Regions from separate parts of the Gossypium raimondii genome. Here region 2 is linked to region 1. Evidence: chromatin contacts called from public Hi-C data. All regions are on one chromosome and are shown on one strand. Each heading gives the region's core, a stretch centred on a gene start, on an enhancer-like site or on the middle of the called end of the contact. The rest is flanking DNA. Distances are from core to core; before and after follow the strand shown.

Region 1 (2,700 bases), core at 72-2,571:
CGGCATTTTATTCAATACAAATCAGGCTTCTGCTAACTTTATAGTCTTGAATTGTTATTCATGTTTATTCTATATATCAAGTCTATATTGTTTAAAGATCCATAAGGAGCTAATCCTCTTGTGAGGGATTAGAGAGTGGAGGTATGATTAATTAACTGTTTTGTAGGGTTCTCTTAGCGAATCAACTGTTTGGGAAAGGAAGAACTTAAACCCTAGTCTTGATGACCCTAGAAAGTCATTAAAGTAGGAATTAACCCAAAATTGGTATGACCTATTCGTGGACACCTTAACCCCGGAACCAGTGTGGATTGTGAGGTCGAAGGATAAGTAGTTATTGCTGACTTGTTATTCTAGATTGGAAGATCCTGCTGGGATATTGACTAGTTGATTAAACAAGAAAACCTGAAGCAACAATTGGTTATGATTACCGAAGCGAGCTAATCACCCATACTCAGATTTAACATATTCTACTATTTGATTTCTCGTTACTTATTTATTTATTGTATTATTATTATTATAAAAATCTCAAAAACCTTTCTTTATATTTGATTGTAATATAATCTACCTAAAGTACTAATTAGATCTATTTGTGCTTAGGTTAGAATTAATTTAGTGCTCGCCTCCCTTGGGTACAATCTTCGGAGTACTCATCTACTACGTTGTAACTATATTACAACCTGAATTGTATACTTATAGATACCACTCTTTTTAATATATTTTGTGCAAGATTTCTACTCTGGACGTTAGTACTTCTAGAGGTAGTCATTTGTCCCATCGCAATGAGATTAGTTGCCATGCCACTGCGCGACATTGAATATTGAACGTGGCAACAAGGTTTACTCAGTATGTTACGTTGTGACGAGGAACCCCCTGATATTGTAACGTCAACCTAATGTTTTGAAATTTTTACAATTGGTCCTAATTCGACTTCAAATTAGTTTTAGAACTTTCGTAAACTCGTATAAGATCCGAAAACGATTGTATTTTGTATTATATGCATGTGGGTTGAAATTGATCATTTAAAAATATAATTTGAATATAGTTGATCGTAGTTTTTCTAGCAACGAATGTAATACCTAGTAACTCAGAATTGAAAATCAAATTGGTATCAAAGTGTTACATGGATACTTTTTAATTAAAGTTTTAAATTCAAGTCTTCTAACTATGAAAACAACAAACAACATTGATAGAGCATATCCTCTCTAAATAATATCTAATCTACAAATTTAATCGAATCTTTTGTGACTTTGTAACATTGAGAAAAAAGGAAACCCTTGAAAGTGAAGGCAAAGCATTGTTTGGAGTAGGCAGGCAGCTAGTAGCCATATTAGTGGTTTGGGGTGGGGAAGAGAAGCCCAAATACTGATAATGAAATCAGGCCTAAAAATCAGAAACTGATCCATCATCGTCTTCTATTCTGTTGTAGAAAAAAAAAATACAAAGAAAAAGACGAAAGTATCAAGAAATTCCAAGTGCAGAGAGTAAATGGAAGAGTACCCAGAAGAATTGAGGAGTCCACCAGTGGCGCTGGTAGCATTGGTAGGATGCCCAGAGCAGCATGGGGCGATAACCACCCACCTCCTCTCCCAGCAGCATCCTATCAACACCTTGGCCTTGCCCAACTTCTCCAAGCTCTCCCATCTCCTCCATCGCCCGCCCTCCCCTTCTTCTTCCCCCGCCGGATTTTTGAAAAGGGATTGGCTGGTCAAGCACCGCACTAAGATCCCCGCCGTGGTGGCCGCCCTCTTCTCCTGGGATCATGTCTCCGGTGACCCTGCCCAGTGGGTCCAAGTCTGCTCCGATCTGGATGACCTAAAAGCCGCTATTCGTCCCAGGAACACCAAATTGTTGCTGCTCGTTGTGGTGGGCCAATCCGATGACATTAGTGAAGATCGCCTGCTTGCCTTACGGAAGCGAGCAGAGGTCGATTCCAAGTACCTTCTCCTCTTCAACCCCGATCCTTCTCAACTCAATAACTCTCTTCAAAGGTGCTCAATTCCCCCCCCTCCCCTTTTTATCTAACAATAATTAGTACTTTACTGAATTAATTGCTGTATGAACTATATCCCATACATTGTAATGTCTGTCAGGTTGAGCGCCAGTTTTGCCGAACTAGAAACTACTTTTTACAGAGAAGAAGGTCGAAGGATTAAAGCTCGCATTGAAAAGAAGAATTTCTCCTCTCCCGATCTCCAAGTTCGCTACTGTTTTAAAGTAATAATAATAAAAGAATAGCTTTCCTCACTTTTTCATATTATTAATTCCTTATGTATTGGCTCATTGGTTCACAAAATGGGTAGGTTGCTGTGTATGCAGAGTTCCGACGAGACTGGGCTGAAGCCTTGAGGTTTTATGAGGATGCCTATCATGCCCTGCGCGAGGTTCTTCCCTAATTATCCTATTTCTTTACCATCCTTCTGTTTATCATACTTAATACTAGTTACTTAGTTCCTTCTACTTGTCACTGCTACCATCTATGTCAATGCTATTCATTTAGATGGTTGCTACCTCAACAAGATTGCCTCCAATACAACGCTTATTTGAGATCAAAATTGTTGCTGAGCACTTGCATTTCAAGATTTGCACTTTGTTGTTGCATGGTGGAAAGCTCAGAGAAGCAATTACATGGTTCCGCCAACACGTTGTCTCCTACAAGAGCCTTGTTGGAGATCCAAATGTCATTTTTCTTCACTGGGAATG
Region 2 (2,700 bases), core at 169-2,668, 340 kb after region 1:
GGGGGAGAAGAACTAGAACATTTCAGCAGTAACTAAGGCAAGGCCACTTTAAACATTTGAAGAAAATAATAATAGTAAAAATAATTATAAGAAACCCGAACTTTCACTGTTTGAAAGCCAAGGAAAAACAAAGATGAAAAACCCATGCTGATAGGAAACTGCTTTTAGGATCCTGTTGATTGTTGTTGCAATTTTCAGAGTACCCTAAACTGAGTAGGAAGAAGGAAGAGGCAAGGGAAGGGAAGGGAAGGGGACCTGAGAGGCAAGGAATCATAATGCTTGCGGATATTGGAGACAAGCTTCTCAGGCAACTGGCTTCCAGGGTAAAGCTGAGTCAAGTTCCGTACAACGGTACCCCAGACCACTTTCCGGCAAACGTCGGCCTTGGAGGAAGATGAAGGGACAGAAGGAACAGGAGGAGGAAGCTGATCACGTGGGGAGGAAGTGTCGAGATTGAGAGAGTTCTTGAGAGAGGCAATGGCCTCAGAGACGTTCCTGCTCAACCTCTGGAACCGTTTGTTCTTGGCGGACGGGGCTTCAAGTTTGGCAGAAGCAGAGGAGGAGGAGGAGGTGTCCTCGGATCGGTCGTTGGAGCGCATCAAAACCTGCTCGACCATGTCGTCATCGGCGGTGGTGGCTCGGCTGGACCAGCACTCGAGGGCTGCAGCCATGGGCGGAGATCGGAGTGGCTGAGGTCTCCAAAAGGGGGATGGTAATGTAGATGGGAAATGGGTTCAAAGTGAAAGGTAGGGGAGGAGGCGAGGGCGGTGGTGTGTGATCTGCTACAGATGTCTGTCTCGTGCTCTACTCTGCTATGCTCGTCGTTGTCTTTTTTTTTTAATTTTATTTTTGAAAAAATTAATAGTATTTATATTAAATTAAAAGGGTGTGTGTGTTGGATTTCTGACAAAGGAGGGAAATGTGGGGGAGACATCGGAGTCGGAGGGAGGGAGGATGAGGTGACACTGAATGAGTTTGAGCCTTAAGGAGGCTGCCTGCCTATTAATTTGACTTCATTTCTTACTTCATACAATGGAATCACCACAAAAGGACACACTACATCCGTCCCTCTTTGGTCTTCATCTCCATGCTCCATCCATCATCATGCATGCTAATAATACATGTACACTTTGCATTGCATTTCTTACTGCAATTTGAGATTGAAAATGGGGAAATGGGCTTTCCTGTAAATTGCAATAGGTGAGAGATGACATGGTATGATGATGGTAAAACGTTACAAGGGGGGTTCTCTGCCAATGCCATGTGACCCACATCCACGAATCATGTGAAATCAAAACCAATGAAAGAAAAGGGGGGGAGATGTATTTTAGGGGCGTTGATTAAGGTCACTTTAGGACATTTATTTCATTGCAGTTTCCTGGGTCCCACATGTTCCATGCATCAGCGCATAAAATAATCAAAATGCACATCCATCTGATTAGGTCTACTTGTTTGTCGCCCACCCAAATGCATTTTTCTACTATCTAGCAGTAATAACAAGTTGTGTTAGTTTATTTATTCATTCTTTTTGTTATTGCAAAAATAACATATAGAAATAGGAACACGCACTCCATGAACAAAAATGTTTCTTGTGTCAATCCAACATCAATTAACCCAAACCAAAGGCCAGTTACTATAATTACCACAACAAGATTCATTCCATTTGCATCTTATATAATAATACAACACTCTATATAACCTAATAAAAGCTCCTCCTTTGTGCATGTTGATGTTATCTTCTACTTCTAGGAAATAAGAGTAAGCTGCAGTTTAGGGCGGTTGGGTTGGGGTTCCACAACCTCCATGTGGATCCTCACTGATTGCAGAACACTGTAGGAAAGGCTATTACTATTACTATTGTCCATCTTTACAATCTTCTGCTGCTGCTCGTCCACATGCCACTCCCCGCTTCCCTTCTCTCCTCTGCCTGTCAAGTACACCGGGCCTTCTATTCCATATCTGTTCATTTATATAACATAAACTCATGTTACTTTTTTCTCCACCCAACAAACACAAGTGCCAAAACATTATCTTTTCCTGCCTAGACACAGCAGATAGAAAAAGAAAGACACGAGGAACATATACAGATAATCCAGCATAAAAGATCTAAGTTCATACTTGGGCACAAACACAATGAACCCGTTGGACCTTATCTTCACTATTCTGGCTTCTGTGTCAGTGGGCCTGCAGCATAAGATAAATAAATAAATTCAAAACATGTGCAATTATTCATTATGCTCTATAGAAGGCAGTTTCAATTCCATGAGAGAGGCCAAGGCAGTTACCGTTTTCTGAAGTAAATGAGAGTATGGAGCTCAACAGAGGCCCTGCTTGCCATTTGGGCATTCCTATGTCGATAATTCAGATCTGAAACAGGTAAAATGCATAGGAAGCTGAGAATGGATATCATGGGTATGTGAAGTTTGTTACCCAAATCCATGGAAGCCTCAAAAACAGTATGAAAGGAAAAAAAAACTTACTATCAGCAATGCTAGTTAGTTGAGATCTGTCCTGGAAAACTGGTGGAAGCTTATCGATCCCTAGAGATGCAGCAAGCAACCTGTGCACAATCACATCTGCAAGGAAGGTTCCATACTTGAGCAATAGTATCATCAAGCATACATCAGCAAGAAAAGGTAAAGTAACAAACAAATTTTTGTTCACAAACCTGCATATCTCCTAATAGGAGAAGTGAAATGA

The links. Hi-C and Micro-C count contacts between places; a contact is called where the count stands out from the background.
Region 2: a Hi-C map of leaf shows a contact between it and region 1, with 4 times the contacts expected there. The contact joins the promoter of LOC105800695 here to the promoter of LOC105800759 in region 1. A contact is called at or near these places in 2 of 2 Hi-C or Micro-C datasets (both in leaf).

The regions. Positions count from the first base shown.
Region 1 is chr7:15,721,829-15,724,528 of ASM2569854v1, forward strand. LOC105800759 reads left to right here and starts at 1,322. Exons shown (of 7, transcript XM_012632063.2): 1 at 1,322-1,988; 2 at 2,091-2,214; 3 at 2,301-2,381; 4 at 2,498-2,700. The coding sequence starts at 1,486.
Region 2 is chr7:16,062,805-16,065,504 of ASM2569854v1, forward strand. It overlaps LOC105800695 (receptor like protein kinase S.2), which reads right to left and starts at 1,419. Exons shown (of 3, transcript XM_012631969.2): 1 at 256-1,419. The coding sequence starts at 671. It overlaps LOC105800686 (exosome complex exonuclease RRP44 homolog A), which reads right to left. Exons shown (of 24, transcript XM_012631957.2): 20 at 2,669-2,700; 21 at 2,481-2,576; 22 at 2,286-2,367; 23 at 2,119-2,184; 24 at 1,574-1,959. The coding sequence ends at 1,746.